Linked DNA regions of Hordeum vulgare: region 2 is linked to region 1. A link is a contact called in public Hi-C data. All regions are on one chromosome and are shown on one strand. The core of a region is the stretch at or near the end of the contact, and the rest is flanking DNA. Distances in the headings are between cores, read along the strand shown.

Evidence for each region. A called contact is a pair of places that touch in the nucleus more often than the background predicts.
Region 2: a contact with region 1 is called in a Hi-C map of seedling, with 4 times the contacts expected there. The contact joins the promoter of LOC123448929 here to the promoter of LOC123448926 in region 1. A contact is called at or near these places in 3 of 6 Hi-C or Micro-C datasets (leaf and seedling) and 1 of 1 datasets of contacts at active chromatin or transcription factors (embryo).

Annotation. Positions count from the first base shown.
Region 1 is chr4H:453,584,169-453,590,203 of MorexV3_pseudomolecules_assembly, reverse strand. It overlaps LOC123448926 (serine/threonine protein kinase OSK4), which reads left to right and starts at 2,921. Exons shown (of 11, transcript XM_045125970.1): 1 at 2,921-3,117; 2 at 4,841-5,029; 3 at 5,313-5,497. The coding sequence starts at 4,846.
Region 2 is chr4H:454,326,984-454,332,500 of MorexV3_pseudomolecules_assembly, reverse strand. LOC123448929 (beta-taxilin) reads left to right here and starts at 3,514. Exons shown (of 11, transcript XM_045125973.1): 1 at 3,514-3,909; 2 at 4,084-4,148; 3 at 4,258-4,372. The coding sequence starts at 3,609. LOC123448930 (RNA pseudouridine synthase 5) reads left to right here. Exons shown (of 14, transcript XM_045125974.1): 6 at 100-277; 7 at 603-690; 8 at 779-860; 9 at 989-1,064; 10 at 1,808-1,875; 11 at 2,012-2,081; 12 at 2,263-2,347; 13 at 2,443-2,536; 14 at 2,756-3,295. The coding sequence ends at 2,833.

The sequences.
Region 1 (6,035 bases), core at 1,672-4,171:
ATACTTTCGATCCTACACCACGTCAACTCGCAGAAGTTCCGGCAGGCGCGTCGTGTTCGAAGGTTTCCATAAAAAGGAGTGGGCCTGCGTGAGAGGTGATACAATAGGTTGTATCATCTTTGATCCCAAGTCAACCGATGGAAGTTTCGGCTGGTGCGCCGGGTTCGGACATTTCCATAAGAAGGAGTGGGCCTGCGTGAGAGGCAATATGATCGGTTGGATCAGCTTTGATCCCAGATTGACTGGCGAAAGTTTTGACCAATGCGTCACGTCACAACGTTCCCATAAGAAGAAGTGAGCGTGCGTGAGAGGCGATACGATCTGTTGGATCGACGTTAATCCCACGTCGACCGGTGAAAGTTTCGGCCGGCTCGTGCGTCCGAACGTTTCCATAAGAAGGAGATGTCGTGCGTGAAAGGCAATACGATGCTTGGATCAGTTTGGATCCCATATCGACCGCCGGAAGTTTCGCCCGTGGCGCCGGGTCCGAACGTTTCCGTAAGAAGGATTGGGCATGCGTGAGAGCCGACACGATCGATCGGTTGAAACAATTTTGATCCCAGATTGACCAGTGGAAATTTCGGCCAGCATGCTGTGCCTGAACGTTTCCATAAGGAGTGGGCCTGCGTGAGAGGCGATACGATCGATAGGATCAGTTTTGATCCCATGTTGACCAGTGGAAGTTTGAGCCGACGCGCCGCGTCCAAACGTTTCCATGAGAAGGAATGGGCATGCGTGAGAGGCGATGCGATCGGTTGGATCAGTTGTGATCCCACATCGACTGATGAAAGTTTTGGCCGGTGCGCCGCGTCTGAACGTTTCCATAAGAAGGAATGTGTCTGCGTGAGGCTATACGATCGATTGGATAAGTTTTGATCCCACATCGACCGGCGGAAGTTTCGGCTGACGCGACGTGTTCGATCGTTTCCATAAGAAGGAGTGGGCTTGCGTGAGAGGCGATACAATCCGTTGGACCAACTTTGGTCCCACCTCGACCGGCGGATATTTCGGCCGACGCACCGCGTCCGAAGGTTTCCATAAGAAGGATTGGGCATGCGTGAGAGGCGATACTCTCGGTTAGATTAGCTTTGTTCCCACGTCAACCGGTGGAAGTTTCGGTCGGCGCGCCACGTTCGGACGTTTCCATAAGAAGGAGTGGGCCCGCGTGAGAGGCAATATGATCGGTTGGATCAACTTTGATCCCACGTCGGTCGGCGGAAGTTTCGGCCGACGCTCCGGGTCAGAAGGTTTCCATAAAGAGTGAGCTTGCGTGTGAGGCGATACGATCAGTTGCGGCTTTGATCCCACGTCGACCGGCGCGCCACGTCCAAACGTCTCTATAAGAAGGAGTTGGCTTGTGTGAGAGGCGATACGATCGGTTGGATTAGCTTTGATCCCACATCTACCGGCGGAAGTCGACCAACGGAAGTTTTGGCCGGTGCGTCGCGTCTGAACGTTTCCATAAGAAGGAATGTGTCTGCGTGAGGCTATACGATCGATTGGATAAGTTTTGATCCCACGTCGACCGGCGGAAGTTTCGGCTGACGCGACGTGTTCGATCGTTTCCGTAAGAAGGAGTGGGCCTGCGTGAGAGGCGATACAATCCGTTGGACCAACTTTGGTCCCACCTCGACCGGCGGATATTTCGGCCGACGCGCCGCGTCCGAAGGTTTCCATAAGAAGGATTGGGCATGCGTGAGAGGCGATACTCTCGGTTAGATTAGCTTTGATCCCACGTCAATCGGTGGAAGTTTCGGTCGGCGCGCCACGTTCGAACGTTTCCATAAGAAGGAGTAAGCCTGCGTGAGAGGCAATATGATCGGTTGGATCAGCTTTGATCCCACGTCGGTCGGCGGAAGTTTCGGCCGACGCTCCGGGTCAGAAGGTTTCCATAAGGAGTGAGCTTGCGTGTGAGGCGATACGATCAGTTGCGGCTTTAATCCCACGCCGACCGGCGTGCCACGTCCAAACGTCTCTATAAGAAGGAGTTGGCTTGTGTGAGAGTCGATACGATCGGTTGGATTAGCTTTGATCCCACATCTACCGGCGGAAGTTTCGACAGGCGCGCCGCGTCCGAACATTTCCATAAGAAGGGAGTTGACCGGCACGAGAGGCAATGCAATGGGTTGGATAAGCTTTGATCTCACATCAACCGGCGAAAGCTTCGACTGGCGTGCCTCGCCCGAACGTTTCCATGAGAAGGAATGGGCCCGCGTAAGAGGCGATACGGTCAGTTGGATAAGTTTTATTGGTACATTGACAGAAGTTTCTACACATAGGCCGCGTTCAAACGTTTTCATAAGAAGGAATGGGCATATGCATGAGAGGCGATACAATCGGTTGGATCAGTATTGATCCCACGTCCAGCGCGTGGCAGGTGAAAGTTTCGGCCGCCGGAAAAACACCACGTCGGGCCGTATCGGTTGGGTCGGCAGCAAATAAGAAAAACAAACATGCTCAAGCCGGCGAGGCCTAGGCCGTGTCGCCGTCGCCAAGCATAGGATAGAGACCGATGGCTCGCCGGTGCCACCGCCACCCGAAAGTAAGCAGGAAACACGTGCTACCAGGATGGTGACAGGTTATAGTATAAATCATCAAAACAAACAAATTCGGGGGGAGGAAAAGAGCCTAACGTGCGCACCCGATCTAACGTCCTCGTCGCGCACGCAACAACGTTGCACGGCTCCAACGCCGCACCGCATCAGCGCCTCGTCACCGATCAATCCATACTCCTCTCACACAAGCGACGGAAGACGGTGAGGGTGACGAGCCAATTTCCTTTCCGCGAGCGCGATGACGAAGCACCAGACTAGAGCTAAGAGAAAAAAAAAAAACTGACGGGGAGAAACGACAGAGGAGGAAAACAGGAAGCGGCACGGGAGGGAGGCGACACGCAAGCGCCATGCTGATGCTCGTCTTTCCCCGGTTAGCCCGCCCCCCACTGGCCCGGCTCGCCTTAAACTAAGCTTAGGCTTAGCTGCTCTCTCCTAAAGCCTCCCACCCCCGGAGAAGTACTAACCGACCCCAAAACCTCCTCCGCTGGGCGCTCTCGTCGTCTCCGCTGCCGAGCCGCGCGCCTCCTCCCCGTCCGAGCGGTTGACCGCGGGATTTGGCCAGGTGAGGCAATCGCCCAGCTTATCTCGTAGATTCACGCTTTCTCTCCGTTGCGATTCCCGGCTGGCGCCTGCTGTTTCTGCGCCGTCGTTGCTTGCTTCGGTAGTAGTAGTTCGCGGGACGGGCGGCGTGGTAGGGAGCTGGGGTGTGGTTCGCGCGTGCTCCAACAGTCTAACTCTGCGGGGCTGCTGCCTGGCTGTTCGGCGAGGGGAAGCGAGGTGAATCCACGGTTTTGGGTTTTTGGCTGCGCGGATGAAGTGGGGAATTTAGTTTGTGTGCTGTTTGTGGGGATTTCGGGTAGCAGTCTTCTCCTACTCCTTCCTCTTCGTTTCTTCCCTCCCAACAAAGATCTTCACCGCAGATCCCCCCGGACCAACATTCACGTCCTGCTGGGAGCTAAACCTTGATTATTCACCGATCGGTTGCTTGATTTATTGTTTGATCGATCGGCCGATCTCACTTTCCCCAAATTCACTGCTCGGGCAAAAAGATACTCCTACTGCAGAGTCACGGATTCTGATTCTGATTCTGATCCTGATACCGACACGATTCCGTGTAATTATTGTGTGCGCAGTTGGTGAGTACTGTAGTAGTACTAGTAGTAGATTCATGGCTAGCTTAATTTTATTGGAGTATTAATGTGCACCGTTACAGATTTATGTTGTACTCTGCCCACTAGAACCTCCCATTTATTGAGCTCTGCTCTTTTTTCAGCTCAGTTGTTGGATGACTGCATTCCTTTGTATGTCTCTTCCAGGTCCATGTTACCATACAAGCCTAGTCATGGTGGTTGTGAACCTTTTTAAGAAAACTTTGCATGTTCACCCACTAGGATTCCATGTGTCATCTCTTTCTTCGCACCAGGGGCATCCAAAGTACCAACATGATGGTTGTTTTGTTATCCCAAAACCATACTTGCTTGCCAGACCTGATGCATATCAGTAAAGGCCTCTAGGCCGTGCTTGGAATCAATGTAATTTAATACTGAGGTGTTTAACTTACACGTGTATCTTACCGTCCGCTGAGCCGTTTCCGGATTTCTGCCCCGAAACGGCGGGCCGAGACGTTTATTCTTTACAAGTGTATTTAAAAGGAAACGGTAATCCAAACAAGCCCCTAGTCAATCCAAAACGGCGCATGCAGATGCAGCCATTTTTATGGTAATATATTATGATCCTCACCATCGATACGTCGTGTCATAAGTAGGATGATCACTGAGGGTCAAGTATGGAGGCAGGCGGGCCTATTAATAGGAGATTTGAACCCTTTATTTGGGGCATTGCCGCGTTGACAAGGTGGGTCCGGAGTGAGTAGTCCACTTTATAGGCCAGGGTAGAGGTAGAGGTGGAGTGCAAAGCATTGTTATCCAAAATGTAACGGCATGCTTGTGCGTATTCGAGAAAAAAATTATGACCCTATACTCGCTACGCGACATTGTTTGTTGCTCATCATCTCACTGAACCACACTTCAGCGACTGAATATGTGTCTGTCCCTATTTGAGAAGGGTACTTCACCCATTTCATTGACCTTTAAACCACACTTGCCCTCGCCACTCATGTCCATAGTGATATTTTTGGCAAGCCTACTCATGTCACGCTCAAGGTCTCTAAGAAGAGGGTATCCGATTAGAAATGTTTCAGATTCAACCTAATGTGCATATATCGTTTGAACTATAAAACTGTTTGCTGAATCACATATATTGTTTCTCTTTGTTTTTTGACATAGTGAAAATGGATGGGAACACTAGAGGAGGCGGGCATTCTGAAGCGTTAAAGAACTACAATCTGGGCAGAACATTAGGTATAGGCACATTTGGAAAAGTGAGGATTGCAGAACATAAGCATACAGGGCACAAAGTTGCTATAAAGATTCTGAACCGTCGTCAAATGAGAACTATGAACATGGAAGAGAAAGGTATGCTTCCTTGTACATTAGTCTGGATAAATTGGGCTTTGCTTGCTCAAGATTTCTAGTTATCTGCTGTCAGTGCTGGTCAGACTTGTGAGTGTGTTCCTGATTCCCAGTTAATCAATTAGTCGAGATAAAGTACATTAGCCTAGGATACATCCGGCTTCCGTAAAGAAGAAAGTTCACCTTGTGTTGTTGCTGTGAGTTAGTAAAATTTGCAGCTTGAATTTCTTCATAGGCTGAATGTCTAACGCTTTACTTCTATTGTTTTCTCATATCTTGTTTCCAGCAAAGAGAGAGATCAAGATATTGAGGTTGTTCATTCACCCTCATATCATCCGGCTTTATGAGGTCATTTACACACCTACAGATATATTTGTTGTGATGGAATATTGCAAGTATGGGGAGCTATTCGACTGCATTGTTGAGAAAGGGCGGTTACAGGAAGATGAGGCTCGTCGAATCTTCCAGCAGGTGCCTTTTTCTGCTCTTGGCATGCAGGAACACATTTTTTGGGCATAACAATAGGAACTTTGCCGAGCTTCTTATTTTGATCGTGAAATGTATGGATATGCTGGCCAATTGTCCAGTGCCCACATTCCTCATGTGCTTACTGTACAAACCATGATCAATTTGCTCAGTTTGCATTTATTGACTAATTTTTAGCTCATGACCTGTACTACATTGAGTTGCAAGTTTTCCATGGTGATTGCTTTGTCGTTTGGGTTGAACTGATCAAAAAGTTAACGTCTTCTTGATGCGTCGATTGTGTTAGTATTACTTTGGTGTCTTCTTCTTTTGATGCCTTGGTTATCTTAGTATCACTAGTTAATTTATTTTTTTAAATGGCATCTTCTTCTGTATGCCTTCATTGTCTTGGTCTCGGTACTTAAATCAAATTGTACTTTAAAACATAAAGAGATGGTATATCCTTCTGAAGGTGAATATGTAACTTGAAGGGTTCTTTCTGACTCACTGAATGCATATTAAGGTTTTGTCTCATTACATCTTT
Region 2 (5,517 bases), core at 2,265-4,764, 740 kb before region 1:
GAATCTCCCTTCATTCCTATGTATGTCTCATAAAATTAGTTGTAACATGTAAAGCTATATAATCATAGCCATGCATCAGCTCACGAAGATTTTTTTCAGCTCGCCCTTAATAAGCCTTCTGGTTTGCAAGTTCTGCCAAAAGGACTCTTCCAGCAGCGCACTGTTCTGGCACAGCTTCAGTGGAAAGAGTGGAAGATGCCCCCATCAAGCTGCTCGAAGAAAAAAAATGTGCAGTTACATCCTGTACCTGTTCATCGATTAGGAAGGGGAACGTCAGGTTTGTAGCGTTTTATTTGGTTCAATCTGACCAGTTGAGTTCTAGCAGATATGAATTTTGTTCTTTGCCTGTGAAACCAGGAATCTAGGAGAAATACGTATTTGCTGTTCCTGGCATTACTTTGATATGTTACAAGATATTAATCCAAAATTTGCGACAGACCTTTTTTTACCATAATGTAACAAAGAGCTCTTCTGCAATGAAGCCTCATTTTCCTACTAATTTTTTGGTTAAAAAATGTATCTCACAGAAAAATGTTTGTTACCTCTGCATTGCCATATGTAAAGTCTTTGCTATTGCTGATGCTCTGCATGTTCCATGTTAGGTCTACTGCTTTGTGCCAAGACAAAGCTTGCCAAAGTTCAACTTGCATCTTATTTTGCAGAAGGTGCTGCAAATGCAGAGAAGAAAAGGTGTACAATCTTCTCTTCTAAATTTGGAAAGAGTATATGTGCCGTTAGCACCACCCAGTATTGTTTAAGTGATTAATTTAATTTCTAGGGATGGAACTGAGGTTGGCAAGGAATGGAAAATTTCAAAATTCTATCGAGCATTAGTAACTGGTATACTTGAACATGATGAGGTGCTGTCCTTTCCCCACTCACGCCTATGAATTACACTATCCTAACTGATATCTTGCTTAGAAGATGTGTATAATGGCCCTTCTTGTAAACAAGTATTTATGGTATTTTTTTTTCTTTGCACCTGCAGGATGTGATTACTCAACCCATAGGATTGGTTCATTACCCTGGAGTTGCAGAGGGACTTTATGTGGCATGTTCCTCAGGTACTACAAGTTTACCGAACCAAGAATGGGCTTACTAAAATCGACAATATAAGTTATATCGAACATATCTTGCTTGATTTATTAATGTATCTCCAGTGCAGAGATGCTTATAAAAATGATTAGAGACAGCACGTTAGAAAGCGTCTAGCATAAGAGCCTCGATGTCCAATCCAGGCAATTATTTTACGGACACTTAGGTAGTTAAATTTTGATTGAAGCGTCCATTAATTCCAATGTAAATTTAGCAAGCGTCTGTATATACCTAGAACAGCCAAGTCTCGGCTGTATTTGTTTTATCGGTTTTAGCGGAATCTCCAGAGCTCTCAGCTTCTTAGACAATTCTGTTAGATAATTAAAGGCTCTCAAAAAGAAAAGAGAGATGTTGCTAGTTAAAGCTGCATGCAGGATATGGTATTAATTAAGGCAGACATGTAGGCATGTAGCACAAACTAATATGCCAAGGAGTACCAGTATAGTACTTGTATCCCGCTAGATGAATACAGTCTAGATCGTAAAAAACAAGCTAACGAATCAAGTGGAGATCAGAGCGTAGTGCTGTTGCCTGGCGAGAAATTCCACCTGCATGAATAGCTTGGAGTGTCCGTCTCCAGTTGCAGCAGCGATGTCAATGCTGATACCCGGAATAAGGCTGAAACTGGCAAAATGACCATGATTACTGCCTGCTGTTAGCACTGCCTTGGACATGGCCTTACGTGGTTTTATCTTGCATTATTAATTCTCAGGGAAGCCAGCCATGAGCAAAGTGTGTGTTCTTGAGAGACTTGCGCACCAAAACCAAACGCTGGTCCAGGTACGATGGGGTTTTATGTCTTGCCTTTACATATTCATTTACATATGCACATTGTTCCCTCGAATTGCTGATGTGTATAAGGGTTCGATTATGGTTTCTTATATGTGACACTGTTTCTTTTCCTTGACTGGAGCAGGTTGAAATTCATTCAGGACGGCCTCACCAAATACGGATACACCTTGCATACATTGGACACCCTCTTGTTGGTAAGTCAAAACACTTCTGTTATTGTGATGGGCATAATTGTACTTGAGCTCTTTCTTCCAGGCTTAGCTAACCGTGTTTTTGCATATCATCGGTAATTTTTCTTTCTAAATAAAGGGCATGGTAGACCCTATTTCCATTAAATAGATTCCAAAGTTCAGGCACTGCATGTTTTTTTTCCAGATGATCCTCTCTATGGTATTGGTGGGCAGCCTAAATTTCATGACCTGGAACCTACTAGTACGGATATTTCTTTTGCATATGACGGGTAATTCTTTCATCTTTTAGTTTTGCTGCGAAGTACGTCCTCTCCCCCGATCTTTTCTTTTACCTAGTTTAGCTAACCTTACTAACAATTTTTAGAGGTTACGAGAGGCCTTTACAGCCTGTTCCGGGAGACTGTGGGTATCACTTACATGCTCATTGGCTGGTCCTTTGTCATCCAACCACGAATAAGGTAATGAGCAATTAATCTTTCTGAATCGGGTAGTGTTCTCCACATAACATGCGCAATAGCATATCGACCTCAAGAACCATATTATTGGACGAGGAATGAATTACAACTAATTTTGTGAGGCCTAGTACCTGGACTAAAGAGAGACCCAGGTGAAAGTAACTTGTGATGCCGTGTCTCAAGTATACGCTACTCCTTACATTTTTGTGGTTGGCTTTGCAGATGCTGAAGATAACCGCCCATCTGCCGCGTATCTTACAGACTCAAGAGGAGCGCTGCGATCAGCAACTTGATACTTGAGCTCATAACTTTCCATTTGAAAATATGTGCATTCAAGAGTCCACAGGCCATGTTTTACAAGCCCGTCCGCATGTGAGGTGTTCAGTGTATCTTAACAGAGTGTCTATCTGAAGTTTGGTGTGGTTTGAAACGTGGAGGGTACAGAAAATGGATTGCTGAGGTTAAATGGTCACTGGACTGGACGCTTCTGAGGGGAAACTATGAGGAACATTTGTTTTAAGATGACACTGTACTACAGAGTAAACTTTTCAGGTCACTGCATCTGAAGATGGGCTAACTGCTGTGTGTGTGTTCGTGTTGTATATATGGCCGAAACCAATTTTGCACTTATGCAAATGTACGTGCATTTTGGCTAAGATCGATCATCATCTGCAATATAGAAACTACTCCCTCTGTATACCTAAATAAGTGTAGTTGGGAAGAACTAATTATTTAGGTACAGAGGGAGTACATTACTATGTATTCGGGACAAAGTTTTTCTCTTTTTTTGCACATGAACCAAGTTTGAATTTGACAGTCCAATAACCCCATTTATGAATCGAAGATCATTCAGATTCGATTGCTGAAACTAGAACAAACAGAGGTGAATTCATCTCCGTTCTCTGAACATGAATCTTATACGGCGGATTTACGTAGAGTACACGGAGTGACGGAGTTATGACTGTCCTTGTGCCGAACGCGTGTTCGCAGCAGCAGAGTTACACGAAACACAGGACACCAGCACAAGGGGACTGCGCGGCGACACCTCTCACTCTCTCCCTCTCTCTCTCCACCAATGGAAGGCTCGCCGGCGACGCGTCTCCCCGAGGCCGACGCGCTCCCCGATGGCTTCGTCGAGAGCTCCTCCGCCGACCAGGCCCAGGCAGTCTCATCCGCCCCCGCCGCCGGCGATCCCCTGCATCCCGCCCTCGGCCCTGATCACGAGGGAGCCGCCCGCGCCGGCGGCGAGGAAACCCTAGCCGCCCCGTCCACCCCCGCCGACGCCGCCGACGCCCTGCGGAGCCTCTCTATGGCTGCCGCCGCTTCGGAGCCGGAGCGTGCCCTCGAGCATCAGGGGCCCGCCGCAGACATAGGAGGTGATCTCTCTGCCCCCCTCTCACGCGCTGACTGCTTCCTGATCTGTTGTCGTCTAATTTCGACATCAAATCTTCAGTTACAGTTCAGGGCGAACGAGGCGACTTAAGCGGCTTCGCCCATCCATTGAAGTCTGGAATATGTTTGCTCACCTTGTTTTGATGCTCTTGGCGCAGGTGCCAAAGATGCAATGAAGGAGAGCTTTGTGGTAGAGCAAGCAGAATCGCTGCCCAATCAAAAGGTTGTCAATGCAGAAATGGACGAGGCCTAGATTTCTCTGCCACTGCGGAAATGGTGTTGGTGGGAAGATGAGTGTTTGCTAAACTGGATTGATTTCCATGACTTTGTAGGAGATTGGCGAGCCAAAGCGTAAGGTCGTCAAGCGGAACAGTAAGCTAGAGAAGGACAGGGAGCTGTTGCAACTTGCCCAGAGGTACCATGGAGTGGTGGCGGAGAGGGATGCAGGAAAGTTTCTATTATCCAAAACATAAACATTACCCAATGCATATTTCTCCAACAGTTGAATGATAATTTGAAAATTTGTTCTGGATTCTTTTCATTAAACAAAACAAAACCTACGTAACTAAATGCTGATTACTATGTTTTTCTTTCCTATTGTATGCACACCAGTAAAATCCTTCCTACCTTAAAATGTATTCTTTTGGTCTTCATCAGAAATTATAGCATGGAACATCTGATAGACCAGATACATTTAGCAGCAAGAACATGACAATTGTCCATTCTATGTATAAGAAAGATGTATTAGATGATTATTCTGTCATATTTAAATGTATACATTTATTTGAAGTTTGGGTTAACAATGAACTCCCCCCAACGGAGACAGCTCAGTTAGACATATTTCATTTAAAGGATTTAAAATTCATCAACATTTCTGTTGAAAATATGAAAATCACAGTTAACATGCTTTGTAGCTCCTTTAGATGGAAGGATTTTCAACCCCTAGAAAATTTTCCCATAGAGACACATGGGAGCAGAAAACTAAAAACTGTGAACACCAAAATTACTATGGTTTCCATACACCCTAATTCCATAGAATTCCTAGCCAAGGCTTAGAGCTATGGAAATTTTTCTGGGTCTGGCAAGTGTGGGCTATGGCAATGCATCTAATTCCTTAAAAAATTCATGTGTTTTTTTATGGAGCAACCAGATAACCAAATAGTTTCTAGTACTTGTTCATGTCCTTTCAATTCATGTAGGATTCAATATGTCATGACATTTAGTTATTGGGTGTTTCTCTAATCCTGTATCCCCCCCCCCCCTTCCGAGAAAACACAAAAGCTTTGCATTTCATTGTATTGATAGAGAAGTCATTACAAGCCCCAAGAAGGACACACCTGACATACAATAGCCCAATCAAGGCCACACCCAACGCACAACACAACACCCCTAGACGCTAGTCGTGGCTCCCTCCGGGAGCAAAGCTGCAAGCCTAGACGTGCCCGCTACAGCCCACTGCCTAGTCTCCGACTTGATCGTGTCGATGAGATGGTTGTGGTCGAGCCGAGCGTTTAAGATGATTGCTTTACGATGCTTCCAGATGCACCAAGCCATCAGCTGGATGACCGAGGACGCGACCTTCCGAGCCGAGG